Linked DNA regions of Zea mays: regions 1 and 3 are each linked to region 2. Evidence: chromatin contacts called from public Hi-C data. All regions are on one chromosome and are shown on one strand. The core of a region is the stretch at or near the end of the contact, and the rest is flanking DNA. Distances in the headings are between cores, read along the strand shown.

What was found. Hi-C and Micro-C count contacts between places; a contact is called where the count stands out from the background.
Region 1: a Hi-C map of leaf shows a contact between it and region 2, with 8 times the contacts expected there. The contact joins the promoter of AMADH1A here to the promoter of LOC100281617 in region 2. A contact is called at or near these places in 8 of 25 Hi-C or Micro-C datasets (bundle sheath, ear, endosperm and 3 more) and 2 of 3 datasets of contacts at active chromatin or transcription factors (leaf and seedling).
Region 3: a Hi-C map of ear shows a contact between it and region 2, with 2.2 times the contacts expected there. The contact joins the promoter of LOC103653446 here to the promoter of LOC100281617 in region 2. A contact is called at or near these places in 2 of 25 Hi-C or Micro-C datasets (ear and tassel).

What each region holds. Positions count from the first base shown.
Region 1 is chr4:82,464,528-82,467,782 of Zm-B73-REFERENCE-NAM-5.0, forward strand. AMADH1A (Aminoaldehyde dehydrogenase 1a) reads left to right here and starts at 1,612. Exons shown (of 15, transcript NM_001164335.1): 1 at 1,612-1,741; 2 at 1,843-1,985; 3 at 2,842-2,922; 4 at 3,000-3,148. The coding sequence starts at 1,627.
Region 2 is chr4:82,174,460-82,178,037 of Zm-B73-REFERENCE-NAM-5.0, forward strand. It overlaps LOC100281617, which reads right to left and starts at 1,653. Exons shown (of 10, transcript NM_001154536.1): 1 at 1,241-1,653; 2 at 1,039-1,158; 3 at 60-494. The coding sequence starts at 1,465.
Region 3 is chr4:82,612,716-82,615,992 of Zm-B73-REFERENCE-NAM-5.0, forward strand. It overlaps LOC103653446, which reads left to right and starts at 1,602. Exons shown (of 2, transcript XM_008680350.3): 1 at 1,602-1,948. The coding sequence starts at 1,776. LOC100277780 reads right to left here and starts at 1,391. Exons shown (of 6, transcript NM_001349957.1): 1 at 1,149-1,391; 2 at 945-1,039; 3 at 667-784; 4 at 539-555; 5 at 383-445; 6 at 1-121. The coding sequence starts at 1,320. The coding sequence ends at 47. LOC103653445 (a long non-coding RNA gene) reads right to left here. Exons shown (of 5, transcript XR_002269122.3): 4 at 3,219-3,277; 5 at 2,464-2,973.

The sequences.
Region 1 (3,255 bases), core at 362-2,861, 290 kb after region 2:
TAAAATACTAAATCACAATCTTTTACTTTCTCAACAGGTTCTTGGTGTCAGTGACCACATTTTGGTTTAGTTACAATGACTATAGCATGACTTTACGACATTCCCTCAAGCATCTAGTTTTTTTACCATATGGATATGTATGGATACAATATATATATAGCAATTAGTTTTATTGTCTATCCCAATTAAGAATGGCCACAATGTAGCATTTGATTGCCATACACCTCTAATCTATCCTACATAAGCAAGAATATGTTAATACAGCGGCAGTTTGTTACATTACCTGAATTTATTTATTAAAATGGCCATTAAAAAGGGTGTTTTGTTACCTATATGAACACATATTGCACTATATACAAATTGAACTGTGAACCATGAAATCATTGAAAGGATGTTTTCGTATTAGAAAAGGTTAGCTGGTTTACTTTCAGAAATGAATTTATCAGTGAGGCAACTATTAGATACCTTTTTAAAAAATATATAACATTTTAGTTCACTTTTAAAAAGGGATTAAAACATCATACCAAGGTAAAATAACCAACTTTAGTCGCTGCAGCATTGTTTTGATGTAAAAAAAAGAGGTTAGTATTACAGGCTCCTTCCTTGAACACTAAATCCTATAAGTACTTCGATGCCCTATATGTCATTCCTCCAATTGCAGTCAGTACATAGTTTACCTCCTTTATTATAATATATAAATTTAACAATGCATTTTATAGCTTCTTTCTTCGATATTTAGAAGCTCAAAAAAAGTGTTCAACTGTGTAGGAACAGTGAGATCAATGATTCAATGCCTGCACCTAGATATGACATGTGGTGATTTTGTTGACTGTACTTTAAACTCAAGTTTTGAACAACTCATTAAACTCAAATTGTGAACAACTCATTGTAACACATAACTGTTGTCTTTTCTACAATGTTCACTATTATCTTGTGTATGGTTTCTATTATGCTCCTAGAACCTTCATTGCAGCCGTCGAGTTTTTTTTGCATGTGTATATATATGTCCGAACCTCGTGGTGCAAAAAAACATGAAAAATGTTGAAAAACAGGTATTATGCTGGTAAAGGCATATGTGGTTGCAGACATGTTCAACTAATATCCTTTTTTCACATATTTGCCAATGATCCGATTATTGTTTTTAAACTTTCTTTACCATGAAGATTACTAATTGTATATTGTTATAATTCAAGTTTAGTTATATTCCTTCTTCATATAAAAGTATCCTACAATAAAAAATTGTGCGCGCTCTGGCGTGCGCCAACCACCAGTATATATATAAAGTGAAGGGGTAAATAGCGTTAGTCAGAAAAAGACAACATTGTATTGGTCACAACATTATATAACATGTTTTGTAACGATAGCGTTAGTGCAGAAAAAGGTACGCATCTGAAACGGACGTGCCAGCAAAAACCGCCACGTGCTGAACCGCCTGCCGCACCGCACTAGCGTCCGCAACAGCAGGAGACGTCCTCGCTTTCCACCTGCACAGAGCGCCAGGGCCGTAGCGTGCCGATCGCTCGATCCCACCAACTGAGGCCACTGTCTAGTTGCCGACTCTCCTCGCAGGCCGCAATCTCGCAGACACGCACCGTCGCGGTATCCGTATCGCCAGAGTCCTCACGGATGGCCTCGCCAGCGATGGTCCCGCTGCGGCAGCTCTTCGTCGACGGCGAGTGGCGCCCGCCCGCGCAGGGCCGCCGCCTCCCCGTCGTCAACCCCACCACCGAGGCTCACATCGGTGAGTAAGCTCCCCCGATCACTGTCGCCTTCTATTATTATACTCTACTAGCTTTTTACTTGGCCTGGCGCTGATGCGCTGGGTTTCGCGTGCGCGCGCAGGCGAGATCCCTGCGGGCACAGCGGAGGACGTGGACGCCGCGGTGGCGGCGGCGCGGGCGGCGCTCAAGAGGAACCGTGGCCGCGACTGGGCGCGCGCCCCGGGGGCCGTCCGGGCCAAGTACCTCCGCGCTATCGCCGCCAAGGTACGCTGGTCCTCTTTGCTCTAGCCTAATTGGGCCAGAAACCACTCCTGTGCTGTGCCTCTGCTTCCAATGGTTGGTACCTACTAGCCCCTAAGCTAGTAAGTTATTCAGAGTGGATTGAATGTGTGACAACTAAGTAGGGGGTGTTTGGGAGTGAAGTTTTTTCAAAGTTTTAGAAGAATACTGCAGTATTCTCAAAAACTATAGTATTATATACTAAAAAGGTGTTTGGCAAGCCAGCTAAAATCTCTGTTTTCAAAACTAAAGTATTACAAATACTGCAGCTCTTTTGAAGTATTCTAAACTTATGTTTATACCTCAGTTTTCTCTGTAAAACGCAGCGTGCACATCTCTCCCACGTGCAAAAAAATACTTTGCTTCCAAACACCTCTATGTATTCAATACTGTGGTATTCTAAAACTGTAGTATTTTAAACTGTGGTATTGTCATGACTAAAATATACCGTAGTATTTCAAAAACCGTGGTTTCCAAAAACTTTGTTCCCAAACAGGCCCGTACTTGTGAAATATACGTTGGTTTCCGTACACTCCATTACTGTTTCTGCGTTACATGAGCAGAGGCACAGAAAGTACAAATTAAACTCCTCCAATTGTAAACCAATCTATTCAGGGGAAATCCTTATGTTCTGCTTTTGGTGTGAACAAACTATTGCACTTCCCATCAATACAGGGTGTGTTAGCTTTATTATCAACTCCAATTTCAAAACACCTCAAAAGATCTTTCTCTTTAAACTTCAATTGAGAAAGTCTTGTAACATTTGGCTGGGCCATCAAAGTTTTGTTCAAATATATTCACATATGTCACATTTTGTGTATAAGAATGTCTTCTTATTCAGGTGATTGAGAGGAAACCTGAGCTGGCTAAGCTAGAGGCACTTGATTGTGGGAAGCCTTATGATGAAGCAGCATGGGACATGGTATGTGACACCTTATGGAAGTGCAATTTATTTTCACTAGCTTGCAATTACAATCTGTTTGGTATTCCATTTATCAGGATGATGTTGCTGGGTGCTTTGAGTACTTTGCGGATCAGGCAGAAGCCTTGGATAAAAGGCAAAATTCCCCAGTTTCTCTTCCAATGGAAACTTTTAAATGTCATCTCCGAAGAGAGCCTATTGGGGTAGTTGGGCTGATAACTCCTTGGTATTTTCATTTCCCCCTCACTTAGCTGTTACTTGTATTTATGACCAAAACTCACAGGCGAGTGCCTTATTCAGTAATACAACTTCATTTCTCATAGATCTCAGGGT
Region 2 (3,578 bases), core at 403-2,902:
TTAGACACCAAAATTTTATCATTTAGAAAATAAACAAAATGGTTCCAGAATATTCTGACCTTTACAAGTGGTGGACCCGCTAGAAATATAGTCCCATTTCCCTTAACTATTACACTCTCATCCGCCATTGCAGGAATATATGCCCCACCAGCAGTGCAAGAACCCAAGACTACTGCAATCTGAGGGATACCATCTGAAGACATCTTAGCTTGATTGTAGAATATCCGGCCAAAATTATCACGGTCAGGGAAAACGTCAGCCTGCCTGGGGAGATTAGCACCTCCGCTGTCAACGAGATATATGCAAGGCAGTTTGCACTCCGAAGCTATTTCCTGTGCTCGCAGATGCTTCTTGACAGTAAGAGGATAGTATGTGCCACCCTTAGTGGTTGGGTCATTGGCCACAAACATACATAACCGTCCATGAACAGGTCCTATGCCAGTTATTATACCTGCTGATGGTAATGCTTCATCATAAACATCTGAGCCTGCAAGCTGTACATAAGAACTTAACATCAGCGGTTGCAGTCTAGAACAAGAAGTACAGTAACGAAAACAAGTTTATATTCTAGGCCATGCTCTTAGATACTGACATTACCCCCCTGGCCCCCCACTGGTAGAACTTGGAAGACACTGGGCGTCTCAGTAGCTCATGTCCAAGTCCAAGCACCAACTATTGACATGCGGGCCTAGTATATCTATTTTGAGGCCGATACAGTATTCATGAGGAGTTGAGGACTGGACAGGGTTGTGGTGCCACAATAGCACAGTTTGGGCTTTGGAGTCACAAAAAGGGCGATATACCATGCATCGTGGAGGAGCATTGCTATGCTACCCTAGATTGCAATTGTTTGCTGAAAAGGAGTGAATAGCAGCCGATACAAACAATATGAAGAAATTTAAGCCTCTTGCTCTCCCCTGATCCCCAATTCATAGCATTACGGGCTAGGCCAATCATACAGGCAATAGAGTTCACTTCACAATGCGGCCAGATCAACGCAAGGAAGACGAGGGTCCGAGCGGGAGCGGCGAGCGAAACCTGCGAGAGCTCGAGGAAGGACGCGCCGGGGTCGAGCAGTCGGTCGATGCGGTCCCGCGGGAGCAGCTTCCCCCGCGCCGCGTTCCGCCTCACCGCCTCGGCGCCTCCCCCGCGCAGCACCTGCACAAGAGAGGGCACACTCCCAGTCTTCAATCAGGGGACACAGAGCACGCTCGAGGAAGTGTGGGGCCAGCACCGGCACCTGGGAGACGCGGGCGCGCAGGTCGGAGAGCAACCCGCCGACGGCGGCCGTGTTGCGCTGGTACGCGTCGGAGCCCCTTTCGAGGGTGTCCGGGAGCACGGAGGCCGAGGCGGGCGCTGCTCTCTCGTGGACCGCCGACGCCGTCGCCGCTGCCGAGGAGGAGCGGTACGCGACGGCCGGGGATAGCAGTAGCTGTCGCCTCGCCGCGGCGAGTCGGCTGAGCATGGCTCGGCTCGTGGGTAGGTTCCGCGATTTCGTGGGGGGTCGGAGTTTTCAGGTTCGGTGGCGCTACTGCTGTAGTGCTGCTGGAGCTGGGCTGCAGTGTCTTCCCATTCCCAGCCCCGGTGCTGCCCTCGCCGCGAAGCTCGTGCACGCAAGTCGGTGCGGATAATGATCTGATGACTAGACGCCGCGCTGGGGCACACGACGTCACCACCAGACATGGGCAAAAGCTATTATTATCATGGATCTGTATCAATTTATCATAACCGGATGTGGTGTTGGCAGAGCATGGGAGCAGGCGGCACACAGCACGATGCGTGGGAACGACGGTAGGGGTAGGGCAGTACAAAATGCTCTCCTCGACTTGAATGAATCGGGTCGTTTGAATTTTTCTCGACCTTACCTGTTATTATAGCTCGATTAGTTAATAAACCAGTTCGATTTATTAAACAGCCACGTCACAAGTTAAATGATCTATCACGTTTTAGCAAAATAAAACTATATATATATCATTTACATAACAATTATTGAATATGTTATATATATATAGAGAATTGCTAGTTTGCTACGCATAGCACTGGTTTGTTGTGCTATAAACGGCCACAGCCGCACGATGGAGGAGTCGATGGCTGGATGTGGATTAGCCTCCCGCCGCTGCCGCAGATTGCGCGGGGCCCATGATCTTCGTCCTTTGCAGGCGTTAGCATGGGACACAACTCCGTTAACAAGTAAAACGTCTCGTTCCCAACCAAATCTCCGTCTGGCTGCGCTTTTCATCTGCGGAGCTCGCTATCGCTGTTTCCATCCATGGTACAGACAAGCGTTTCCTTCTTTATCATGCAGACATCCTTCTTTATTTGCAAAAATGTAAAAGGCTAGAGGTTTGCCATAGTACAGAGGCAGCGTATCATACAACTGTATTTGCAATTGCACTCGGGTTCACAAGTTTTATTTATGAGGGCTATGTCGTCTCCTACAGAGAAGGCATATTTTGTCCTCTCGTACAGCCAGCAGCTCTCAATTAAGAACAAGACACTGAAATAATAAACAAAAGGCAATAGTCTGAATCAAAAAAATATATATGAATATCTTTAGAACTGGAGAATACCATTAGTATCAATATAGTGAAGCATCTTCAGAACACATAACCGATATTTTGCAGCAATCTGAATAAAAAAATTACATGAGCATCTCCTAAAACATTGAACCATTAGTTCGACAGACTGACATCTTCAGTATCATCATCATCAAAATCTACACTGGCCTCTTCTGATAAATATTGTGCATTGTCCTCTTCTCTGTTAGTCTTGCCTTTTACATTCTTCAGCTACAAATTAAAAACAAGTAGTAAGTAACCCAAAATAGGAAAAATAATTATAAATTAAATAATTACCCTTTCTGGGCATGTTCTAGCATTATGGCCTCCTTTCTTGCTGCCACAAATGCCACATGTTCGTGGTTTCTTCGCATTTGAACGTGGCTCTGAAGGTGGTTTAAATCTTTGTGGTTGCTTTCTCTTCCCCTTGCATTGTGACATCGGTGGATCAAATATCATTTTTGAAAGATCTGTTGTGCAAGCGAGATCTTCACATGTCTGTGTTTCATGATCAATATCCATCGATTCCATTTGTTGCTCAGCCCCATCTAAGAATTCCTGAAAATAGGTAAAAGCTCCGCGAGACTTTGATGCCATCTTAAGTAACTTCATCACTCTAGGCTTTAGTGTAGCAAACCTTATGGTTTGTTGCTCTTCACTTCCCCCGAGCTCCATGCTCCTCTCTATTTTTGATCTTTTTGCCAATGCATTAGCATCTTTGCACCACCGTTTCATTATATATGTAGTTGGAAAGTGAACCATATTTACATGATGCATAACCTTAATGGCATGTGAACACAACAATCCCTCAAACTCATATCCTTTGCAGCTGCAAGAAATTAGTTCCTCAAATTTGTTGACATTTACTGTATATGTTTCTGGGATCATATTGTCAATCATTGGGTGGTAACTAATTCTAACCTCATATAGGGTATCATTCTGAATCTCTGTAATTTCTCCAAGTTGGGAATTTTTAAATGTAACTTGAACTCTTTCAGCACTTTGGTTGTGTAACATTGA
Region 3 (3,277 bases), core at 352-2,851, 440 kb after region 2:
GTTCGCCTATAAAATATAGTAGTTCAAAGAGAAACCACTTGATGTTTTAGTTTTCGTCTTCAATGTGGCTGACCTCGACGACGTAATCCCTCATGAGCTTTGTGTTGGCCTCATCAACCATCTGCAGACAGTGGAAGACAAAAGAGCATAGAAAATTACAACGCTAAATATATAGTACTGTTGCTTTTTCTGAAATTCTTACTGACTACGATCTATCTTTTGGTGGTAATATTTGACACAATTTTACTGAGCAAAAAATTTATGGAATACTACGGGTCATAACTGAGACACTTTAAGAAGTTTAGTCTGTCGAAATTTATTATTAGCAAGTAATAGACCCATATAGTAGATGGAGCAGAAGATTAATAAAAATTCAACGTACCTTGAAGGATAATTCCTTCAAATTGTCCCACTCGAACTCGTTCTTCACATATGCAGATCGGACCTGCAGTCGCATCAATTCATCTGACAAAGTGAGAATCCCTTTCGAACACATATTGTGAAAACTAAGTTTAATTAGAATATGATCAGTACGCACCTCCAGAATCCTCAAGGCTGTTTGTTTCCAAGAGACGAAACCACACATGCCTCAGTAATTTCATACACTGTTTCATCAAAGGATCAAGAAAGTAAAACAGTGTGTGGTTAAAAAAGAACTAGACTTGCCTAGTCCCTTGAGCCTTGGAGACTCGCGCATGAGCTTTTCGCAGAAAATCTCGGCGTCGTTCAGGGAGGTGCGGCTGATGAACTCCTTCAGCTCCAAGTACGCTTCCCTATTGTAACTCTTTTTTTTTATCGATGATCCAAACAAAAGAATAAAAAAAGGAATCAAAATCTGATAACCGTTTCGAGTCCCTTTGGCGATCACTCAGGATATCGAACTATCGAAGTGCTGTTGAACAAAAAGGAACAGCCAGTCTCGTCCAGAAGGCGACAAGGCCAACCTCAAGCTGTGCTAGGACAATGCTGACAGCGATGTAGTTAAAGAAGTGCTGGAGGTTGATCGCCGCCTTCCGCTCCGGTGAACCCTCCCCAAAGCCTGAATCGTCACCAGCCGCACAGCCATAGTAAGCGCGGGGCGACTATGTAGTGCAGTCGCTAGAGTGGATGCAGATGGAGAGTCGGTCGAGAGGCGAACGGCTACCTACCGGGAACGTACATCTTGCTGCACCTCGCCGGCGCCGCGGAACTCGCGAGCCGGCGCCGCCGCTCCGTCGCCCTCCTGCTCCTCAAGAACGACCGTACCCGCACTTGCACGGGGAGGAGGACGCGCCCAACCCCGGCGCCCTGGAGCGGAAGGACGACGGCACCGCGCTCCATGACCAAGAACCGCACGCTCACTCTGCTCTAGCGCCCGCTCTTCACCGATGCCAGATAGGCGCCGCGCGGATATGGAGTCAAAAATGCCGCAGGAGATATTTACCGGGTAGAGTAACGGGTCTGCGCCACCGCACATGTCGCGGCCGTGACACGGTGACAGTGGATAAACCGTGCAGCGAAGAGATCTTAAATTAGGTCCTATTTTAAAATATAATCGATTTTCTAAAATATAGGAGTAATTTGTTTTAGAATAAAGATATATATATATATATTTAATAATTAATCTATAAATATAGAATGTGAATGGAAGAAAAAAAGAGGTATAAAGAAGACGGAGGTGGGAGGGACCGAGAGAGTATAGCGTCTGTTTCGCACCAACCGAATAGTCACATAAAATTCCGTTTGCCCAAACCTAGAGCTACCTCCGCCGCCGCCGCCGGCAATCAAGACAGCTGATGGATCCTATGCAGTCATCGGTGAGAGGCCGCAGGTCTTCGTTGCATGCTGATGCTGTCATAACTATTGGAGGAGTCCGACCTGCACCACCCCCACAAACATCCACACAACATGTATGTCAAGATGAGGCAATGGTCAGCAGCGGGGATCCCTCTTGGATGTCTGGTTACAGGTACGCAATCCAGGTTCAGCAGTCAATCGAGTTGGTTGGTTCATGTACATCCCTATCGGACAAACCAAATCCCATGATCCAACTCCATTTGTTTGTCCAGCCAAAATTCACAAATTAAATCTATAGCTCCACAACCCTAATGCTAGTTAGTTCATGCATATATCACTGTGTGCTTTTATTAAGACTCATAGTACTATTTTGGATTAACCACGGCATCAATGGCAGTATTCCAGCCATTGAGTTGCAGTGATTCAGTTTTTGTTTTCTACGGCAGAGTATAGCACACTACTAATCCGAACATCGATGTTGGTGGTGCCAGTTGATTAGCACTGGTAACTTTTCAGCTGAACACATTGTTTTTTATCACTTTGATAGGCTGAGTTAACATCATCGTTGTCGTCCTTGTCAGCAGGTGGGGCCTGCGGTTATTAGAAATGCACTTCAGTGACTAAACTGAGCAACTCAGAGGTTCATTTTTTTTAACAGAAAGGGTTTCCTCCCATTTCATTAAGAAATAGGCAACGAGTTTCATATATTACCAACACGAGAACTACGACTTAGAAGACTGTCAATCGAAGAAGGCCGGCGAAACTACTCCTAATCAGAAAACCATCCTGAAAAGGAAAATATGCCCAACCAACCATGACCAATGCTAGCTAAGTCAGAACCTATTACATGGGGGAAAAACACACCCTAGCGGGTTACAGCTAACCACGCTTCCCATAGAAACTCAAACTTTTAAACGGGGCGAGAGTTCTGCATCATCCGATCACCAGGTGAACTGAACATAATTAGAAAGAGCATCACCATTAACAGTTCCAAAAGGTAGATGTTTGTCCAAAAGAACAGCAAGAAGCCGCGCCATCCACTGGAGCAATGACACAAATCAGCCACAGATGCTGACATCGATGATGTTGGTTCCAGTTGATTAGCACTGGTAACTTTTCAGTTGAACACATTGTTTTTTTATCACTATGATAGGCTGAGTTAACATCATCATCGTCGTCCTTGTCAGCAGGTGGGGCCTGTGGTTATTAGAAATGCACTTCAGTGACTAAATTGAGCAACTCAGAGGTTCATATCTCATATATTGAACCATATGGTTCATAACTTTAGTGCACAATAAATAATTCACGTCAGCAATCACCATAAACTAACTATGTGCACATATAAAATGGCTAACCATTTTTAGCCAAAAATCACAAAGAATTGGCACAAAACTTGAGTTCATTTATAGATTTCACCCAAAATAATAGTTAAGAAATTATACCTGTGCATCAGCAACATCAGGAGTTGAACCTGAAGAAACTGCTGATGGCTGAACCATAA